Linked DNA regions of Sus scrofa: region 2 is linked to region 1. A link is a contact called in public Hi-C data. All regions are on one chromosome and are shown on one strand. The core of a region is the stretch at or near the end of the contact, and the rest is flanking DNA. Distances in the headings are between cores, read along the strand shown.

The links. Hi-C and Micro-C count contacts between places; a contact is called where the count stands out from the background.
Region 2: a Hi-C map of liver shows a contact between it and region 1, with 5 times the contacts expected there. The contact joins the promoter of RAB18 here to the promoter of C10H9orf72 in region 1. A contact is called at or near these places in 2 of 5 promoter capture datasets (fetal liver and liver), 2 of 47 Hi-C or Micro-C datasets (heart right ventricle and liver) and 1 of 2 datasets of contacts at active chromatin or transcription factors (alveolar macrophages).

What each region holds. Positions count from the first base shown.
Region 1 is chr10:38,385,251-38,391,829 of Sscrofa11.1, forward strand. C10H9orf72 (protein C9orf72 homolog) reads left to right here and starts at 4,116. Exons shown (of 11, transcript XM_013980198.2): 1 at 4,116-4,269.
Region 2 is chr10:38,966,611-38,973,189 of Sscrofa11.1, forward strand. It overlaps RAB18 (ras-related protein Rab-18), which reads left to right and starts at 3,771. Exons shown (of 7, transcript XM_021064710.1): 1 at 3,771-4,066. The coding sequence starts at 3,999. It overlaps LOC102165822 (a long non-coding RNA gene), which reads right to left and starts at 3,775. Exons shown (of 3, transcript XR_002336324.1): 1 at 3,223-3,775.

The sequences.
Region 1 (6,579 bases), core at 2,866-5,365:
TAAATTTTTTTATAATTGTGAATGTTGTACACTTGTAACTTATTAAAAAAAAAGAATATTCTTTAAAAAAAAATTAAGTGACCTGAGATTGGCCCAGAGACATTAGTTGTGGCTTTACATTTCTCTCTTGGGTTGAAGAAACAGTATGGAGAAAGGAAATAGGAAAGATGACACTGATGACAAAAAAGAGATGGGCTCCTTCACAGTTCCTCACCCACACTAAATCAGAGTGACCCTGACTCTCAAATAATGACAAAAGCTATTTTCAAAGAAGCACTTATACCACAGAAGCCTGACCTAAGGAAAAATAACAGTTGGAGTGACGCTTCTATCAGCCACCTGGCATTTGCCAATCATCTGACAGGTGCTACCAGCAAAGGAGTCAGAAGATGCAATGGCAAGCACACTGTCCTGGGTCTATAAGAGCCTGAGACAAAGGTGAGAGAAAGGAACCAAACAGGAAATGAACCTACTCACAAAGCAACATCCTAGTAAGTGCAAAAAAGTACAAGTAGACATGCAAAAAACAAAACAAAACAAAACCCCCCAAAACTGCTAAGTTGCAAGCAGAGGGGTAACCAAGGGCAGATTGCCCAGGGACATATTCTGAGATGGGTCTGGGAAGTTTATGGCTAGAGAAGGAGTTGCTGCTGACTGTGCTGCTGCCCATCTGGTCCATGGATCCTGGTCCACAGTGATTCAGGCATCAGTTTGCCAGCAACAAAGCTGTCACTATGGAGTTCCCATCATGGCTCAGCAGAAATGAGTATGACCAGCATCCATGAGGATGCAGGTTCAATCTCTGGCCTTGCTCAGTAGGTTAAGGATCCGGTGTTGCCATGAGCTATGGTGTAGGTCGAAGACGCAGCCAGGATCTGACATTGCTACAGCTGTGGTGCAGGCCAGCAGCTATAGCTCTGATTCAACCACTAGACTGGGACTCTCCATGTTGCAGGTGTGCCCCTAAAAAGACAAAAAAAAAAAAAAAAAAAAACCCAAAAAACAAAACCATCACTGTGTACTGTTGATGGCCTCTAAATTCCAGCAAATTATGAACCACTTATCAAGATAAAACTTTGTACTGTCTTCTATACCAAATTAGCTAATGATCTTGTCTAAGATTTAAGAAAATTGTAGGCTTTTCCTCCTGCTTCTTGCTCTCTTTCTTTTGTGCATTATACGAGGTTACAATGAGCTAAGGATCTCTTCCCCCTGGGGACTCTTATGTGGCATCTCAGATCACTCACAACTGTTGCTTACATGTCACAAACATGGAAGGAACAGAGGTTAATACTGAGTTGCGAATACAATTCTTCCCATTGAACATCATTAGAACTATAGATTGTTAGCTCCAAACATGGACCCAATAGAGCTTTCCATTCCACTTATGCCACACTAGCTCACAGAACTAACTTGATATATCCAGGAACCAAGATTTCAACCGGAAGTACCTCAGTTGGGTACTGGCTCATTCACATTCCCACCAAAACATAATGTACCATAGATTGCATCTTGTTAGGTCTGCCATGACTAAGGCATCCACATAAAGTCTCATTAACTTAAAAGAAATTAAGCTCACTGTGGTTTATTCAGCAACATTCCTCATCCATGTCCAATATCAGATGGTTCACATGCCAGTCACAGTTAAATCTAATTTGATGTAATCTTGGCAAATGGAAGGTAATCAACAAGCCTTCAGCTCCAGCACTAAAGCAGCATATAATACATTTCTGAAATACATTAATAAATAGAGTGAGGAAAAGGCTTCTTGACCATAACTGGCATTTGTGATGTAGCAAGAGGGTCCCTGGGTTCTGATATTCTATTTACTGGTATCATAAATAGGTACGTAGTTTAAAAGGCTTGTAAGTCATTTGTTGCTGCTTCAGCTATCCCTGCATAGTTATTAATATTGACATTAGTGTCCCCATTTCTTGAACATGCTATTCTTAATGATCAGCTTGCTTGATCTTGGGTGAGCCTCACAACAATCCTTTGAGAAATTCTTCTCCTTGCCATTTTGCAGCTGAAGAAACTAAGGTACAGAGAGGTATGTATGGCCCAAACTCTTGTAACTCTAACCAAAGGCAGAGACAATACTTACACCAACTCTGATGCCAGAGCCCAAGTTCTTAACCTTGTGCCTCATGGCTCCCCTAGTTACAAGCCTTTTTGTATAATTGTTCATTAATTACACGTGGATAGAGTGAATGGTTCTAAATAGGGTCTTAGGAATATTGTGGTTGGAAATGGGGGACAAGGGCTCTTGCTTGAAGATCTATTTCAATACCGACATTTTCACTTTAACAGTGCAGTTATTTGGGTGGTTTATTTGGGCTGGTAAACAGATTTGAAGGGTTAAAGGTTAAAAGCACTCCCAAGCCATCCTTTGGTGCTGCTCACATGGATCACATCACGGCATACTTAACATCATTTTCTCTTTGGTGTCCTGAAGAAGTGATGTCTGCTAGGATATTTGTCTCCCTATTTTATACTTTGGAGCATGCAAATACTATGAACCAGAGTACTAAGTCATAATTACTTTTTCCTTCTGACCAGATTATTTTTTGGCTCTGATCCATTGAAAACCATGCAAGCTACTGCTACACAATGCCTAAATAATTGTTCAATTAGATGTGAGGTGGCTGGCGGGGGAGGGGGGGATTCATAGTCTCTAGCTACAAATCATCATACATACAGAGCTACTTTCATTATGTATCTTATCTGCCATGTCATGCAGAATCCAGGACTTGGTGTTTGATTATTTCTCTCTTCGGAAGCATAGTTGTTCTAGGGTTGATATGTGGCATAAAACCAGAAACTTGATGGAGACAAGGGAAACTATTTTGCATCTGGGCAGAATTTTGAAGCAGGAAAAACTGTCATAGCTACCGTGTTCCTCTCTCAGACACTTAATCTGAGTCCTAATCTTACTCTAAACTGGAAGGGTGAATACTTCCCCCCATAGCAGTTATCTGAGAAAGGCTATCATCAATTCAATACCAGCCTGATGTCCTCAGGCCTCGGTGGGCTCTGGAATTGCACAAAACTGGCCTGAATCAGCTAGCTAGGTGACCTTGGGTAAATAAGCTCTCTGAATCCCAGCCACATCCTCTGTAAAACAGGGATAACATTATCTATATGGTAGATATGTTAGGAGGATTAAGCATAATTCTGTGTGTAGGCAGGGAAGCACAATACCAAAGATACAGTAGGACTAGGTAAATGGTAGATTTTTAGTGTTGATATAAGCATAGAGCATAAGCAAGGGGTCTATTTCTGCAGCACCTATAGGTTTAAGGGAGTCATTTTGCGTATTTCTTCCTCTGAATGATAAATAAGTGCTGTAAGATTTTTAAAGATGAAAAGTATTAACTGTCATTTATCTGCAGCAAATAAGCTGAATATATATACTTGCAGACCAAAACGATGATTTAACTTGAATTTTTAAAAAATCTTACAGCACATCACAGGACAATAAAGTCAATTTCCAAAGGCTAAAAAAGCCCAACTAAGCAACAACCAAAAAAAACCCTCAAAGAATAGAAAAGCCCAACTCATCCACATTGTGCAACCAGCAAACAGGACATTTAAAAATGTGAAAATCACGCCTGAAAAAATGCTTACATTTAAAGACAAAATTGTGGTGAGCATGTATTGTGGGAAAGGAAATTACCTAAAAAGACTTGGGATGAAGTTAGTGTACTGAAATTGTGTCATACGCAAAAAGAAATTCACCCATTCATCAAATATTTGTTGAGCGCCCACCACCGGCCAAGTACAAACAAAAACAATCACAAATATCAGCTCTGCTTTGCGGTCTCGGTCTCGTGGCACTGCAGCCCGCAGGTTAAAATCCTTAGGCCAGGTCTACGCAGCGCGTCTTTAGGCAAAGAGGAAGAACAAATCGGCCCCGCCCCCGCCTTGCAGGCCTTGTGCGTTTACGTAATCGCAATTCGATAACGCCAAGACGTACCTACGGTGTCCCACGAGGAAATGATTATGCAGCAACAGCGACTTGTTCCGCCCGGGGAAAAGATGGCGCTTGACGCGTCAGCCACCCTTGCTGCCTCGTTCCTTCCTCACGGGGGCGGGGCCTATAGAGAGCAGGGGGGTGTGTTTAGGAGGTGTGTGGTTTTGTTTTTTCCCGCCCTTTCTCTCCTCCCTTTGCTCTCACATTATTCGCTGGAGTGAACGAGGAAAGACGGGCTACGGGATACAATTTAACCAGAAGGGCACAAGGTGGGAAGAGACCACGACGTAAAGCAGGTTCGGGTTCGCGACGCGCGAGGGGGCCGGGCATGGGGGCGTGGCCAGGGCCGCGGGGGCGGGGCTGCGGTTGCGGTCCCTATGCCTGCGGCGTCGGCAGCAGCAGCCGAGGCGCGGGCGAAGGCGAGTGGGTGAGTGAGAAGCTGGTGTGTAGGAGGTTGTTTTGGGTCGGGACGCTGGGACCGCGCAGGGGCGGCGGCGAAGGCTCTACCCAAGGCTCGGCTTGTCTAGTCCTCTCTTTGCTCTTCTTTTCCTTGATCGAAAGCCGCCCGCGGCTTTTCCAGCCCGGCGACTAGTGGAGTTACTTCCATCTGGGCCCGGGGCTTTCCGGCAGCAGCCGCGCAGAGGCAGGGCTGGCTGGGTTTTGAGCCCCTTTCCCGCTTTCCCGCCGGTAGTCCCGGATCCGGCTCTTTCCCCGGGGACCCGGCGTGAGAACCGGAGGGATGCTTCGGAATCCCCTGTGCCGCCGGCTCGAGGGAATGGAGCCTCGGGCACCGAGAGGCCTGTCCCCGGGAAGGCCAGAGGGCTGGGGGCGCCTGGCTGTTACGAACCAAGTTAGGGTCCGAGGGAGGGTTAATTGGGGTGAGGTGAGGTGGGGTAATACTACAGAATTTGACCTTTCTGAGGATTGTTGATGTCTTATAAATCTGGACAGCAGTTTTAGACTGGGTTTTGTTCCCGTTCTTACTTCACTTCTCTGAGGTTGCACAGACTTAAAGGAAGTGACCATTATGACTTGGACATCACTTGACTGATGGTATCGGTTGCAGAAAGAAGTGCACTGATTACACATCTGCTGTGTCTACACACGATCTGGCTCCTGTGAATTCCACCAGGCTTCTGTATTCAGGAGTCAGGGGAGTAATGCACTTGCCCAAGAGAGATGGCTTTTTCACAAACAATAGAGATCGTTAGGATCTAGTAAAAACAATCCGGTTGTGGCCAGTGGATAAATTCCCCTTCAAACTGTTCTCAGCGCTCTTATGATGCAAAGCAAGGGGAAACAATGTGGTCTGGCACTTTTAATTTATACAAAGAGACTGGAAAAATACTATTAGATAGCAATCTCAGACTTTAGAAGACTTTTAAGGTGAGGTAATGGGAACCTCACAGAAGCTAAAATGTATACATGGGGAATTAATAGTATGAAGTCAGAATGCTTAATATGTGATGATGTTATGTGACACAAATACTGTTGCCAGGACCTTGGCAGTCTAGGAAAGCCCTGAATCAGTTGGAAACTACCTCGTAATGACTGTACTCTACACCTATGAAACAAAAACAAGAGAAATGATAGACCACATTGCAGATTGTGCATGAAGCCAGCACTAACATGCTCCCAGAAACAACTACATAGGAACTAAAGTTTGGGTTCTTTTTGTCCCTTATCAAGTTGATGAAATAGTCTCTCTATTTGACTGTTAGCAGTCCAAAACAGCTTTCAGAGAAGTAAAAAAAAGGAAGGCAGCTCTTATCTTTCAAGCCTGCCCCCGGCTCTGTTTTAATTAAGCAGTTTTCTAAGTTTCCATTTAATTAAGTAGTTTTCTAGTTTCTAAGTTTCTACTCTAAGTTTAAGAAAAAGCAAAACTTTAAACAGTTTTAACATATGAGGGAGTTCCCTTGTGGTGCAAGGATCCAGCTAAGGATTTGGCATTGTCACTGCTGTGGCTCAGGTTTGATCTCTGGCCCAGGAACTTCCACATGCTGCAGGTGAAGACAAAAAAAACAACAACAACAAAAAAAACCATAATTAATATAATCTTTATGCCTGCATATATTGGATTATTTTCAGAAAGTATATTGGGGTACATCCTCATGAACCCTATTCTTTGTTTACAGGAGTGTGGCAAGCCACTGTGTCACCCAATTTGGATCCTGACTTTCCTCAAAGACTCTTAGGGCTTTTGCTTGATAACCCTTGATGTAGAGCCAGCACCACATGTAAATAAGATATATAGGTAAAAGACTGTTGTTTTGGGGGTTTTTTTGTTTGGAGTTTTTTTGTTTTTTTGGGGTTTTTTTTTTTGCTTTTTAGGGGTGCACCTGAGGCATACGGAAGTTCCCAGGCTAGGGGTCAGATTGGAGCTACAGCTGCTGGCCTGTACCACAGCCACAGCAAATTAGGATCCAAGCTGAGTTTGCAACCTACACCACAGCTCTCAGCAATGCCAGGTGTCCATCTAGGGATCAAACCCACATCCTCATGGATACTAGTCGGATTAGTTTCTGCTGAGCCACAACAGAAACTCCCAAAGACTCTTGGTTTTGAACTGATTTTTTTTGTTTTGTTTTGTCTTTTTGCTATTTCTT
Region 2 (6,579 bases), core at 2,521-5,020, 580 kb after region 1:
GCTCCTTAATACTTCCTCTCTATAGACAGATTTATCCACCTAAAAGATTATATTTTTACATGTAGTCCTGATACCTTTGTTTATACTAAATTCATTCTGCTTGAAGACTTGCCCCCTTTTTATATTTGTCTAAACTGTACCCCGTTCAAGTCCTGCTTCATGGTGAAGCTTTTTCTGGTGGCCCTAAACTTCAGTGACCCAATTATTCCAGTCTGAATTTCTAGAGCATTTATCGTCTGTATCACCTATTTAGAACAACAAAACACTATCCTGACTTCTCTGTGCACCAATGCTTGCTTCCTTTTTAGAAGTACCTAATGGTTGTACTTTAATAGTTTCTTCCCCTAATGTTCAAGAGAGAGATTCAAGAGACACCCCAACGTATGTACAAATAAACAAGAAGATCTTGCTATTCCAAATTCCTGAGGTTGACTTGAGTTTTTTATATTCACCCAAAAACATTTTAGCAACAACTCTATGCTTGGCATTGTACTACATGCTGCAGGTGGAACAATGAACAGGGCAGTAATCAATTCTGCTTTCCAGGAGCACACATTCTGGGAACTCCTGCTGTGGCTCAGCAGGTTCAGAACCTGACTAGTGTCCATGCAGATGTGAGTTCAACCTCTGGCCTCAATCAGTGGGTTAAGGTTCTAGCGTTGCAGTGAGCTATAGTGTAGGCCGCAGACATGGCTCAGAGCTGGTGTTGCTGTGGCTGTGGCATAGGTCAGCAGCTGCAGCTCTGATTCTACCCTAGCCTGGGAACTTCCATATGCCGTGGGTATGGCCCTAAAAAGACCAAAAAAAAAAAAAAAAAAAAAAAAAGGAAAAGAAAAAAAGAAAGCAACAGCAGTAGCATACATTCTGGTAGGAGGATGAACAACTAAATATGCAATAATAATACTGTGGCGTACATACCACAATAGGCCCATCAGAACACCTAAGATGAACATGTAAGGCTGACCTGGGAGGCCAGGGAAATGGTTCCAGAGGAACGACCTCCAAAGCTGGAACATGAAGGATGAGTAGGAGATGTTCAAGCGAAAGTGTGTGTGAGTCTGTACAGAGATGGGATGGGGGACAGGGGACAGAAGAGGACTCCGGGAGGAAGGACCAGCAAGGTCCTGGAGACAAGACAAAACCTGGGTCATTGAAAACATGAAAGGAATTTAATTTGTCCAGTACACAGAGTACAAGGCATGGGATGCAAGAGATGAGCTTGGGTGGATAATCAGGACTTGTGATAATAAACACCTGGAAGGGGAGTGAGCCGCATGTGAAAGGTGGCATGGCAGGACTAGGTTTGCCTTTTAGGAACAGCTCTTTGGCTGAGGTGTAGGGAAGAGCCTGAGGGGAGAGAAAAATGGAGAATGGAGGCAGGAAGGCCAGCAGATAAGGTAAGTGATCCAGCAAAAGAATGATGGTGATGACCTGATGTGGGCAGTGGTGGAAGTGGTGAAGAAGGTGGATGCATTTCAGGGATGTTAAGGAGTAGAACTGTTTGGCTGTAGGTGGTGAGGCTGGGGAAGTTGAGTGGGTGTGAATGCCATTCCTTAAAAATGAAATTGGGAGAAAAAGCTAGAATAGAGGGGAAGACAATGGGTTCAGTGTGATTCATGTTGAGCTTGGTTTTCTGCATCTGGGCACACCCACGTGGAGATATCTTAGCAGGTGGGTACCTTGGCCTCAACCTCAGGAGAGAAATCTCAATCAGAGACGTAACTCTGGGATTACTCAACATTAGTGGGATGTGGAAACCATGAAAATGTAAGAAGATGATGTGTGTGCAGTGTATAGAGTAAGACGATAAAACTAGGACAAAATTCAAGAAACACAAATGTTTAAAAATGAGCAAGAGGATTGCACAAAAAACTGAGACATAGCCAAGAGGTAGGAGGAAATCCAAAAGGATATGGTGTTGCCAAAGTAGGTCAACAGTGTTACTAGCAGCATCAATAACTCCAGGCTTGGTATTTAAACTTTTTTATCTTGGTATGAATAGTATTATGCAACAGTTCTCAAATGTTTGGGTTGTACATATTAATATAAACTCTTACAAATGATTGAGGACTTGAAAGAGCTGATTATGTGGCTATGACTATTCATATTTACTCTATCAGAAATTAGAACTGAGGAATTTTAAACATGTATTACTCCATTACAAAAATAATAAACCTATTACCGCTTAAGACAAATGTTTATGAAAATAACTATTTTACAACAAAAAATATTGAAAAAGTGGTCATATTTTACATTTTTGCAAATATCTTTAATGTCTGGCTTTATAGAAAGTAGCTGAATTCTCAAATTTGGTTCTGCCTTCAATCTCTTTTACTATCACACATTACGTAGCCTCTGCAGAAATGCCACTGTTGTATTAAAGAACAATAGTGAAAAAAGTAAACAATATCTTGAATCATTATGAACATACTTTGATCTTGTGTACTTCCCTGAAGGGGATCTCCAGGGACTTGGGGACAACACTTGCAGAATCACTGCCCTAGAGCAGAAGAGCTTGACTATATTGTGAGTCTCACTAATAAGGTCTTGATGCCACAGCCAAAGTAGGCTGGATAGACTTGATTGAGGTTCAAGGGCTATTTTAAGAGAGGTTGAGGTTGTCCAATTGACATCACCTTCCAAAGTTAGAAATGGACTCCAGAATGTTCATTCAATTAATTCATTCAACAAATATTTACTTGGCGCATATTAGATGCCAGAAACTACTCTAGACACAGAAGGCATAACAAAGCAGAAAAAAGATCCTTGTCTTCATAAAGCTTCCCTTTTCCTTGGGGAAGACTAGCCAGTGGAAAGATAAACTAGTAAAATATATATTGGAGGACAGTAAGTGATATGTAGAAAAACAATGCAAAGAGGTATAGGGAATGTGGGAAGGATTTGCAAATTTTGAATTTTGTACATGGACGGCCTCATTAAAAAGGCAACATTCAAGCAAAGACCTGAAGGAGGTGAAGGAGCCATTGAATATCTGATGAAAGAGCTTTTCCAGGGATTTAACAAACATTAATTTATTTTAAATTTTATTCATATATATTCTTTAATACACACCTATTGTACCTGGCACTAGCTGCAAGTATAATTAGATACAAAAAAGTGTTTATTTAGTGTCTATCGTGTACCAGGCACTTTACTAGTTACCATACATGAGGTTTGATGCCTTCACTAAGATTTATAACTTAAGACAAAGCATGTACTCACAATTCCTGCAGCTGGAGTGTAGTAGTTCTTATGAGTAATAGATGATTTGAAGTTGCACCACCAGAGGGTCTGCATGTACTTGATCTACCTGAGGTTTATGTCTCTCTTTGAAGATGAATTGAGGTGCGAAAGGTCCTCATCAATCTAACAGACGGTAAGCCAGGAAGTTAATACCCGATCACACCTTTTATAAAACACTTCAGTTTACAAAGAGCCATCGCAATCCTTTAATCTTCCCCACAATCCTAAGAAGCTGGAATTATTTTAAGTATTATTCTAAGTATTATTGCCGCTGACTAGGAAACAGGCTCAAAGTCTACATAACATAAAGCGTTATACCTAAAATTAAGGCAATCTGCCTTCAAGCACAAACAATGCAGCTGTTGGGACCAGCTGCTGAAATAAAAGAGCACTAATCGACCCTGACCTAACTCAGTTCTTTCCTAGGTACCCAAGCCACAGGTTGAGGGTCAAGCTATGGCTGAGGAGGCGCAAGAGCCTGCAAGGTAGGTGAAATCACATCCGGCTCTCTCCTTCTGCGCTTGCGCAAGTGAGGGCTTACCTTCCGGAAAGACGCCTGGGACTCTGGGTTTGCGCAGACGCAGAGCTACGTCCAGGCGGATCTGGGGCGTCCCGGGCTCCTGCAACCTAAACACCCGGTGTGAAAGGAAGGAGGCAGCGGCGGGGCTGGGCGCTGCGCATGCGCGGGCAGCTCCCCCACGAAGGGTTGAGAGAGTCGGACCGGCGCGGCCAGGCGGGCGCGGAGCGGGGTCAGGATGGACGAGGACGTGCTGACTACGCTGAAGATCCTCATCATCGGCGAGAGTGGCGTGGGCAAGTCCAGGTGAGGCGGGTCTGCGGCCGTGGCAAGGGCGGCGGGGCTCTTTCTGCTTGGGTCGTCGCTGTCTGCTGGGCCGCGGCGGGAACGGTAAACGGCGCCGACCGGGCGTTGGTCGGGCTGGGCGGCCTGGCCTCGCGCCTGCGGCCCTGCTCCCCGCACCCCCGCGCCCGCCGGGTCCGCGGCCTCCGCCGGGCCGGCTTCTGTCGCTTCTCTTCCTGTGCACCCAGAGGAAAGCATTTCGGACGGCGCCACTCGGCCGGCGGGTTTGCTGCCGAGGCGCCCAGGGCGTGGCGGGCGGGTGTGGGCCCGAGTCCGGCCGAGGCCGAGGCCTCGCTCGGCCCGTCCGGGCTCAGGCTGCCTGTCACCGCGCGAGTGGAGAGTTGTCACTAAACCACGGAGAGATTTCTGTCGGGCTTTCTCTGAATACGTAGTGTTCTACACAGGAAGTTTCGTGACGCCGTAGGTGACATTCCGCGGCCGCTTTTTTTTTTTTTTTTTTTTTGTTAAATGAGTCAGCTGTGAAAGAACTCATGTCTTCTGACTACTTGAGTAATTCACTTTCGGCTAAGATGCTAGAGCGTAAACTGTGGGCCACTTCTAAACATCGAGTGTTCTTGTTACTTCTCCTTCTGCCACATCATATAGAGATAAAACAACACAAGACTATGTGTGTTTTCTTTCTCGGCCCTTTCTTGGGGGAAAGTAATGTTGGCTATAGTTAGAGTTGAGTATAAGAAGCCCCTGGAGATCTGGAGCCTCGTGGGTGTTGCAGGAGAGGTTGTGATATCACCCTGGTCTTAGAACAGTTCTCCAGGTGAAGTTAAAATCCTTGCCATCTGATAAAAGAGTAAGTTGTGTTGTAGGCGGCTTTGATCTTTAAATAATATTCAAATTCCAGAAGCTGTAAGCAATTTCGTATTTTAGCTGTACTTGCTGATAAACAGCTTTCAGACCACTTCGTAAAGTCTTACTTTTTTAGATATTTGAAGATTTGAAATCTTTTCTGTAATATGTTCTGAACTTCATAAACTTTTAAAACATGGCAGTACATTTTCATGGTTTTCCTCATTTAATGTACACAATATTAAGAGTGAGGGATTTGTACATAGCAAAGAATATGAAACACCATGGGTTAACAAAATAGTATGATTTCTGCATGTCTGTGTGTATTAAAGGGCTGAATAAAATCATTTTCATAACCTCTGTGTATTGTGTTTGAGGGTTTAAAAAGTTAGGTAAAGGTTAACTGGAGGTGCCGTGTTTACATAATTCAAGTTCTCCCTCTAGAGTAAGATCTGTTAAGTGGATTTATTGGTTTCCATGGTTCCCTCCCCCCAAAAAAACGTACTTGGATCTAATCTGCTCCAAACTTTTTCTCAAAACTTGGTGGAGACTAATTATGACAAAATTTTAACACCATTACCTCTTTGAAGAAAGGGTTGCATTTAGGGAGAAAGTTGGCTCATTTTTCTAGGTGGATATATATTATTGGTGTATGTGATAGGCTGTGGAAAAACAACATTAACCACTTACCTTTTTGGATAAGGTGAAAATAAATGACTTTAGAAGCCTGTGCTTTTTAAGGCGAGTTAGTACAAAAACGAAAACATTTGTTACGGATATAATCTTACAGGGTTGATCTAACCTATTGTTTCTATTTTCCTTCTTTCTTTTCTTTTTCTTTCTTTCTTTCTTTCTTTCTTTCTTTCTTTCTTTCTTTCTTTCTCTCTCTCTCTCTCTCTCTCTCTCTCTCTCTCTCTCTCTCTCTCTCTTTCTCTCTTTCTCCCTCTCTTTTTTTAGGGTCACACCACAGCATATGGAAGTTCCCAGGCTAGGGTCCACTTGGAGCTACAGCTGCTGGCCTCCGCCACAGCCATAGCAGCATAGGATCAGAGCCAAGTCTGGGACCTACACCACAGCTCACAGCAATGCCAGATCCTTAACCCACTGAGTGAGGCCAGGGATGGAACCCTAATCCTTATGGATACTAGTTGGGTTTGTTAACTGCTGGGCCACTAAGAGAACTCCTGTTTCTTTTTCCTTTTTGATCTAGACTTAGTGGAGGTGAGATATTACTTGTGTTGAAAAATCATTGCACAGCAAAGAATGTCCTAACTCATTCAAGTTAGTGGGTTATTTTTCAAGTTTATTTTGTACTTGGAGTATAACAAGCATGTGTGAGAACAGCCAGGAGATAAGAATTATGAAACTTGTTGCCGCTACTTGTGTGACCTTGTGTGTGACACTGGAATTCTCTAGGCCTTCATTTCTTTATTTGAAAAGTGAGGTTGAAGAAGAAATCTCTCAGCCCCTATCTAGTTTTAAATTTATAAGATTGTTTCTTTGAATCTAGACGAGTAAAGAAGTAGCATGGTGTTTCAGAAACTGGAAGGGGTTATAGAGACTTTCTGCTACCTAAATTGCTGTCCCTCCTGTGCCCCTTATATCCCCATCCTTTCGGCCAGTTTCATTTGTAAATTAAGAAATAAAGATTCATCATAATGACACTGATGAGT